Regions from separate parts of the Sus scrofa genome. Here regions 1 and 3 are each linked to region 2. Evidence: chromatin contacts called from public HiChIP or PLAC-seq data. All regions are on one chromosome and are shown on one strand. The core of a region is the stretch at or near the end of the contact, and the rest is flanking DNA. Distances in the headings are between cores, read along the strand shown. Region 1 overlaps NMNAT1 (nicotinamide/nicotinic acid mononucleotide adenylyltransferase 1). Region 2 overlaps UBE4B (ubiquitin conjugation factor E4 B). Region 3 overlaps CTNNBIP1 (beta-catenin-interacting protein 1).

Region 1 (2,700 bases), core at 11-2,510, 140 kb before region 2:
AGGTTCTTAACCCACTGAGCCACAATGGGAACTCCGAGAAAAAAATTTTTAATGAAAAGGCAGGGCCCCATGCTCTGTTTTCCTCTTCGTCCCAGGTGTGCCAAAGGTGAAGTTGCTGTGTGGAGCAGATCTGTTGGAGTCCTTCGGGGTCCCCAATCTGTGGAAGAGCGAGGACATCACCAAAATCGTGGGAGACTATGGGCTCATATGTATCACCCGGGCTGGAAATGACACTCAGAAGTTCATCTATGAATCCGACGTGCTGTGGAAACATCAGAACAACATCCACCTGGTGAACGAATGGATCACCAACGACATCTCATCCACGAAGATCCGGCGAGCCCTCCGCAGGGGCCAGAGCATCCGCTACTTGGTCCCGGATCTTGTCCAGGAGTACATTGAAGAGCACGGTCTCTACAGCTCCGAGAGCGAAGAGAGGAATGTTGGCATCATCCTGGCTCCTTTGCAGAGGAACACCGGGGGCACTGACGCATGAGCAGGTCTCCAGCAGGGTAGTTTGGACTTGCCTTTTGGGAGTGGAAGCAATCCGGGTGTTAGCAACTGGGAGAAGGAGTTGAATCCTCTAATAAAGTAAAGCTTCAGAGTAGTTTGTTACTAAATTAAAATCAGGTTTATCTTTTCATCAGAAGTTGCCAAGATGACTGTTTTCAATGTTTTATTTGTCTGTTTATTTGTTTAGAATATAAAAATCCCCCCCTTTTTTTCCTTTTTCAGCCACACTGGTATGGACGTTCCTAGGACAGGGATTGAATTCAAGCTGAAGCTTCGGGAACTCCCAGATCCCTTCGTCTTTAAAACAAGAGATTAGCAGCACTAAAATCCGAAGAGAATCAAACTAACTGCAAAAAGAATTCAAAAAGGACATTCTAGGAGTTCCCTTGTGGCACAGTGGGTTAAAAATCTGGCATTGTCCTTGCCTTGGCTCAGGTAGCGTCTGCAGTATGGGCCATCCCTGGCCCCAGGAACTTCCATTTGCTGTGGGCGTAGCCAGAAAGAAACAAACCAAAAAGGACCTCCTGGCTTGACCACACAGCGAAGTCAAGTGCGAAAAGCGTCCATTTAAGATCCTACCTTTAGTTATGAAAGGAACGAGCATTTTATGCATACCTATTGCCAGGCCAAAGAATTCTTAAAATAGCTTGTAAAATGCCTAACCGACCCATCGTCTCCAGCTGTGTGCACTGCAGGCTGCGAATGGCCTGGCAGAAACTTTACACCAACGGTTCCTGGTGTCTGGCATACCTCAGAAGGTCAGCGAAGCTTGGCTGAGGCACATTGGCCTGCAGCCCCAGCTTTGGAGGGAGGGGAGGGTCCAGTCCCCGAATGTTTAGAAAGGTGCCCAGGTGTTTCGGAGCCCACGAGAGGTAGAGGGCCTTCTGCGTGTTGTGCACATTCTCTTAGCACAGCCCCGACGTGGCTCACATGCCAGCCCTGCCCTCCACCATCTTCCTGTATCTTCAGGAACAGCTTCAGAGGGGACCTTGTGCTCCCCGAAACAGGCGGCAGAGAATGAGACCTCATTCAGGGCTTGTATGAAATGTGAATGCTTTTAGCCTTTCCTGAGAACTTGAAAGCTGAATGGACTTGAGCAATGCCACCCTGGATCAGCCCGGGAGCTCCTTTAGCCCAAGATTTCGGGCCCTGATGAGTGGCTTGTGGTCGAGAAAGCTCCATGATGTCAATCCAAACTCTCAAGCTTCTGAAGAGTCCTGCTGTTTCTCTTCCAGCTGCTGTGAGTCTGCCGTTGGTGAATTTCAGCAGAACTGTTTGCCTTTTCTCTTCTTGTCCTTTTGCATGAACTTTAACCAAAGTAGACCACTCAGATAATAACCCAAAGCATCGCTTTATGTGAAAAGCACAAACTTATTCTATGGTTTGCTACTGATTAAAACGTTGTGGAAGTTTTACCAATTAGTAAAGCAAGATGACCAGAAGGAGCCTTTTCTAGAATAGTTTTATGGTTCCCAAGCATCATTTTGAGATTGAAACAGGGCTAAAGTTACATTTCTTTTTTTTTTTTTTCTTGCGGCATATGGACGTTCCCAGGCTAGGGGTCAAATCAGAGCTACAGCTGCTGGCCTACACCACAACTCACAGCAATGCCAGATCCTTAACCCACTGAGCGAGGCCAGGGATCGAACCCATATCCTCATGGACACTAGTCAGGCTCATTACTGCCGAGCCACAATGGGAACTTCCTAAAGTTTAATTTCTAAAGAAAATTAAATAATTACCTTTACATACCTACACCTAATACTTCACATTTCTAACTATACCCTTCTAGATGAAGGATTTCTACCTCTGCAGAAGGGAAAAAAAAAAAAAAAACACTTACACCAGTGCAATCAGATAGTTAGATCTGAAACCACAGTTTTAAAAAGTGTTAAATAAAGTTGACAAATGTAAATTCTACAGCTCCTGACTTACTCTTCCTCAAGCCAATGGGCCCCCTTCTCGGAGACAGGGAGGCGCCAAGCCTGGTACCCAGTGTTCTCAGTCGCTTATCTGCTGAACGAGTTGTAACCTCAGATCATAGAGATGAGGTTTGTCCTTCTGCTTCTCAGCTGTTGGAGTTTAGGAGTTGGAGCCGTACTGAAAAATAACAATCTAGAAGCAGGTGAGGCTATCACATTTTTTTTTTTCTTTTTTGGTCCCCCCTCGGCCTATGGAGTTCCCCAG
Region 2 (2,805 bases), core at 111-2,610:
TCTCATCGGAGCTCCAGCTGCCGGCCTACACCACAGCCACAGCAACGCCAGGTCTGAGCCACATCTGTGACCTACACCACAGCTCACGGCAATGCCAGATCCTTAATCCACTGAGCAAGGCCAGGGATCAAACCCACAACCTCATGGTTCCTAGTCGGATTCATTTCCCCTGCACCATGACAGGTAGTCCCCATCTGTTACTTTAAAGAGAAGAGTGCTTAAGAAAGAAAGGTAAACCAACAAGGACCCGCTGTATGACATAAGGAACTCTTCAATATTCTGCGATAACCTATATGGGGAAAGAATCTGGAAAAGAATAGATAACATGTATATGTATAACTGAATCACTTTGCTCTACCCCCGAAACTAACACAGCATTGTCCATCCACTAAAATCCAACGAAAGTTGAAAAGAAAAGGCAGATGAAAAATGTAGAACTCTTGAAGAAAGAGTTCTTTCTGAAGACACCTTATCCCATCTACGTAGATCTCTCGCAGCCTGGATTCAGTCTTTGACCAAGCCTAGTTGTCACTTGTTAACTGAGTTACTAGTCAGCAGTGTACGTATTAACCAGTGGCATAGCCATTTGCTAGATAGCTTTCTGCAAAGTAAACTCTTTAATTCTTTGTTTCCACGAACTGCTCTTGTCCTCAGAATTACATTCCGACAAAAGCTCGGCTTGAGTTGAGGACACCCAACAGACCCACAGCTCGATCTGCATGGTGCTGATGAGGAATCCTCATCCTGAACTTTCCATGTGCCTGAAGTCCAGGCCTCCTCCGTGTCCAGAGGACAAGGCCTGTGCTCACTGCCCCTTCTCTTCCCCAGGCCAGGGCTCACTGCCCTCGGATGACCCAGTAGCAGATCCTGAAAGCAGCTTCTCTTTTCTCTAATAATCTGGCAGGTCCAGAGTAACAGGTGGGCCATTGCATCTCAGCTCACCAGCAGTTCCCTTAGAGACTAGGATATGCAGGACAGTCCTCGAGATTGGAAGATTCTGTTTCTATAAATTATGTTAATATCCTGCTTTATCAGTATTACAGCTTCCAATTTTTCCTCAGTGTGTCTTTCTTTACAATAAGGGATAATAACCGTATCGGTAGTTCTCTTATCTCTGGTCTCTGGGTGTTTGTGCTTCCCTTTTATCTTGGCGAGTTAAAGCAGGTTTTCTTTTCTGTTCTGGAAGAATGTTTTCTCTACTTAAAATCATGGAGGGAGCAAGCCAAGGGCGTGCTGGTAAACCCACTCTAGAGAAAAAAAAAAAATCAGCATTTGCTGGTTTTCCAGGGTATAAATACTTCCCACTGTTGCCAGATTTAAGCTGCCAAGGGAGTCTGCTCACAAAATTCTAGAATGTGAGCAGTTGGCTCTCCTGAGCCGTGCAGGGTGGCTCCAGCACAGTGTAAGCTGGACCGTGCCTACAGTGAATAGAATAACCCCGAATCTAAGGAGAGACGCGAGGGTCGCAGTGCTTGATGGCGCCAAGGCAGGCGGTCCTGAAGGGCCAGGCGGGAGGCGCTTGGGGTGGCAGCCCTTCGGCTCTGGGATCTGCCGCCGCATTGGCCTCGGGGAAATGTGTGACCACGTACCGTGTAATTGCCTTTTTAGTTCTGGGAAGCAGTTCGTCCGCTATATAAACATGCTGATAAATGACACGACGTTTTTGCTGGATGAAAGTCTGGAGTCTCTGAAGCGGATCCACGAAGTGCAAGAGGAGATGAAGAACAAAGAACAATGGGACCAGCTGCCCCGGGTGAGGACATGGCCCGGGGCGGGGACGGCTTCGTGGGGCTGCACCTGTGGGTCTGTAGCTCCGACGGACCTGTCAGTGCCCGAGACCCCCCACCTGTGGGCTTCCCTGAAGTTAGAGGGCAGGTTTGGGGCAGGAGGAGCCTTACACACTTGACTTGAAGCTGAGAGGCGGGTTGAGACGTCTTTGAGAATCTGTCCTGAAAACGTGCCCTGCCTTTTTAATTTTAAAGGGCTGTTTTAGTGAAGAGCTTTTTTTGTTTGAGTATGTTGGTTAAGATTTAGGAAGGTAGCTAAGAGATACGTATCTACAATTCTGTCTGCTAGACAAGAATTTGATTTGTTCTGTGATCTTCTTTAGACAACTGTGTGAATAACTCAGGAGGACGCTGATGGCGTTTTTTTTTTTCCTTTCAGTCGAACATGGCTTTCATATTCAGTTATTAATAGAAAGGAGGCCTGCTGTGCCAGGTTCCATGAGAAATTCAGTCTGGGCCAGGGACAGCGTACCGCCCTCTCCTGAGCTTATTGCAGCCGCGTAGATGGTTCCGCGGTTGGTTTCTAGGCCTCTGAGAGCCCCTGGCCAGTTCTGCTCCTGGTTTTGTTAGAATCAGAGCTGCTTTTGTGTGCACCCCTGACACGGCTTCGCTGCTGCGCCTCCAGCACCCTCTCCTCCCGCAGCTTTCCGTTTGCCCTGAGGCTCCACACCGCCCCAGGGTCGCTATCAGGCATCCTTCCAAGCTTACCCCTTGTCTCAGGCTGTCGGCTCCAGTCTGGACCAGTCCCCAGGCTCTGCAGAATGTGCTGGAAAAATAGATAAGCTCTGGTTGAAAGAGCCCCAGCTATGGGGTCCAGCGGCCCCGACTTTGAGAACTGGCACTGCCACACATGCAAAGTTCCTTCATCGCTGTTTGCTCACCCACAACTCAGAGATAACCCCTGCCTTGGGGGAAAGCCATGAGGAGAGATGGTGAATGGCACGGAGGTAGTTGAGGACTGGGCCGGGAAGGTTTCGGGATGTGGGGCTACTATTTCATCGGCCTTGAGACAGTCCTG
Region 3 (2,700 bases), core at 53-2,552, 250 kb before region 2:
ACTGTGCCATCGCTGGCCTGAGCGGCCCCTGATGCTCTTCTCTGGGAGAGTGGTCTGCCTCTGCCGGGGTGTTGGGAGGTGGGTGCAGAGGTGCGCAAGGGCTTGGAGGCCCCTGCTCTCAGCTCAACAGGACAGGACCCATCACGCCAAGGCGGGTGAAGGCAGCCAGGCGCAGGCCAGAACCAGATGCTGTAAGGAGCGGCCAGCTCTGCTCTTCAGCCCCACCCTCACCTTTTCTTGGGGTTGTTTTTTGTTTGCTTGTTTGTTTCTTTTTTGGCCATGCCCTAGGGATGCGGAGGTTCCCAGGCTAGGGACTAAAACTACACCACAGCACTGAACCGAACTACAGCCGCGACAACACCAGGTCCTTAACCCACTGAACCACTGGGGGAGCTCCTGGATGCTTTTTTCTTTTTCTGTGATGCAGGTTCTCACATACCAAGTCCTTCTGGTTGAGTTTTCAGTTGGATTCAACGTATATGAGATTTTTTTTGGTCCAATGTTACTATCACTAGGTTCCAGGGAATTCTCATGGAAGTGTTGATTAACGTTAAAAATGATTAGCTTCCCATCCCACCGGGTGAATTCTCCCGGGGCCTGACTGTAATTTCAGTCCAGAGCTGGTGATCACCTGGCACCTCTGAGAGAAGCCTCGGAGCCGCACGTGGGCAGAGGGGCTCTCAGAACCCCTGGCAGCCGGTCCCCACACAGAGGGAGCCTCGGAGGTCTCCAAAGGACCCGACAGACCCCTGCTCTGTGCCACAGCTGGACCATGGCCAAATGCGAGACGGCACACACAGCAGAGCCCAGCCCAGCGGGGCTCCTGACATGATGTGGACAGATCCGCAGGCAGTTCTAGAACGAGAAGAGGAAGCCGGGCCGACCCGGGTGGGCACAGAGGGTGGCATGGAGGCAGTGAAAGGGCAGGGGCCAGAGGCATGGGCGAGCATTCCAGGAAGAAGGCCAGCTCGTGCCAGCACCCCGACCCACAGGCCGCTGAGAGGGTCAAGCAGGGTGATGAGCAGAGGGGGGAGCCTGCTGGGTCTCTGGAAGTGTCTGCAACGGGTGGCCTTCCCCTTGGCCGCTGGCTCCATGCTGGGTTGCCCAAGACCACAGCTATTTTAACAAGGTCTGTGGTGTAACCCTGAGACCAAATGACCTATTTTAGGCTCTCTGGCAGCAGCAGAGCCTGAGCCGGCAGCCTTGGCTTCCGAGGGGGAAAGCCGGCAGAGCCCTGGGACCGCCCAGCTGGCTCAGGCCGGGGACCTTCCCTGGAAAGTCTCGCCAAGCAAGAGTGTGATCAGAGGCTGGAACAGGCCTGAGGAGCCCCCGTGCCAGCACTGCCGCTCCAGGGCCAAGAAGCAGGGAAGAGAAAGGACGAGGGCTTCCTTAATGAAATGGGCCACGTCTAGACGGGGTCCCTTGCGCCCCGGGATGGCTGGCCCAGGGTCTATACCAGTCACAGCATGAGGGTGGCATTTCCACGGGAGACCGGCCACACAGAGGCCTTTGCCAAGGGCACTGGGGACCTGGAACTGGCCCTTGCAGGGCGTCTGTCCTCTGTGCGGAGCTGGGGCAGGGAGAGACCGGAGCTCAAAGGCGACTAGCACGTTCAAAGGCGCCTGGAGGTGAAGACCCAGAATAACAAGGCAGCAGAAAACCCTTCCAGTGTTTCGTGCCCTCCTGGCACGCTGTGCCGATTGCCTATGTGACGCCTGCTCCTCAGCTAGAACGCTGTTCTGCTTAGAAACGCACATGGCCCGTAAGCCTCTCCTGGACGTTCTCTGCTGGCCACACCCTGGACCTGCATGACCTGTTCCATGGCCTTGAACCTGTCACTGCCCGGGCCAGTTTTCTACTCGTGAAAGTGGGCCTGGGACAGCTCCTGCCTGATTCCCTGGGCTAATGTTATGTGCCACTTGACATGGAACCTGGAAGAAACTCAGTCAATGTTTGCTGTTATAATTAACAGCAAACATGAGAAACCAATGTCCAACAGTAAAAAGCGGATAAAAAAAAAAAAAATGAGGGCACACTGGAGTTCTCTTGTGGCACAGAGGGCTGGGGACTTGGCATTGGCACTGCAGCGGCTCAGGCCCAGATTCAGTCTCTGCCCTCATATGTCACAGGAGCAGCCATAGCATTTTTTTTTTTAAAAGGATATTAAAATGTTACACTGTATGGTCTCAACTTTATAATAGAAATACGTAAGTATTCAAGGGCTGCTGGGAAATTAACAGAAGATAGGAGTTTCTGTCGTGGCTCATTGGTTAACGAAACTGACTACCATCCATGAGGACGCAGGTTTGATCCCTGGCCTCGCTCAGTGGCTTAAGGATCCGGCATTGCCACGAGCTGTGTGAGGTGTAGGTTGCAGACGCAGCTCAGATCCCGTGTTGCTGTGACTGTGGTGTAGGCCAGCGGCTACAGCTCCGATTGGACCCCTAGCCTGGGAACCTTCATATACTGTGGGTGTGGCCCTAAAAAGACAAAAAAAAAAAAAAAAAAAGAAAGAAAAGCAATTAACACAAGGTAACAGTTACTCCAACTATGAGATAGGAATCTCTAAGCTCTTCTGCTGTTTCTAATCTTTCCCAATGACTTTCTTCTTCTTCTTCTTCTTCTTTTTTTTTTCTTTTTCTTGTTTTTTGGCTGCATCCACAGCATATGGAATTCCTGGGCCAGGGATTGAATCTGAGC

What was found. HiChIP or PLAC-seq counts read pairs in DNA pulled down with a chosen protein or histone mark.
Region 1: an H3K27ac HiChIP or PLAC-seq map of skeletal muscle shows a contact between it and region 2. The contact joins two enhancer-like sites. A contact is called at or near these places in 1 of 5 promoter capture datasets (liver) and 1 of 2 datasets of contacts at active chromatin or transcription factors (skeletal muscle).
Region 3: an H3K27ac HiChIP or PLAC-seq map of skeletal muscle shows a contact between it and region 2. The contact joins two enhancer-like sites. A contact is called at or near these places in 2 of 47 Hi-C or Micro-C datasets (embryonic fibroblasts and skeletal muscle) and 1 of 2 datasets of contacts at active chromatin or transcription factors (skeletal muscle).

Annotation. Positions count from the first base shown.
Region 1 is chr6:70,304,976-70,307,675 of Sscrofa11.1, forward strand. NMNAT1 (nicotinamide/nicotinic acid mononucleotide adenylyltransferase 1) reads left to right here. Exons shown (of 7, transcript XM_021095306.1): 6 at 96-500; 7 at 736-2,428. The coding sequence ends at 496. Among named protein-coding and RNA genes, the nearest start is that of RBP7, 7.0 kb to the right of the region's middle. Within about 2 kb of position 1,261, at least 2 of the 83 cell types and tissues checked have an H3K27ac peak or open chromatin away from gene starts, as enhancers often do. A contact at or near this core is called in skeletal muscle, where this site is marked.
Region 2 is chr6:70,445,006-70,447,810 of Sscrofa11.1, forward strand. UBE4B (ubiquitin conjugation factor E4 B) reads left to right here. Exons shown (of 27, transcript XM_021095312.1): 22 at 1,609-1,753. Among named protein-coding and RNA genes, the nearest start is that of KIF1B, 49 kb to the right of the region's middle. Within about 2 kb of position 1,361, at least 19 of the 83 cell types and tissues checked have an H3K27ac peak or open chromatin away from gene starts, as enhancers often do. A contact at or near this core is called in skeletal muscle, where this site is marked.
Region 3 is chr6:70,198,394-70,201,093 of Sscrofa11.1, forward strand. All of the region lies in intron 3 of CTNNBIP1 (beta-catenin-interacting protein 1), which reads right to left. Among named protein-coding and RNA genes, the nearest start is that of CLSTN1, 35 kb to the left of the region's middle. Within about 2 kb of position 1,303, at least 14 of the 83 cell types and tissues checked have an H3K27ac peak or open chromatin away from gene starts, as enhancers often do. A contact at or near this core is called in skeletal muscle, where this site is marked.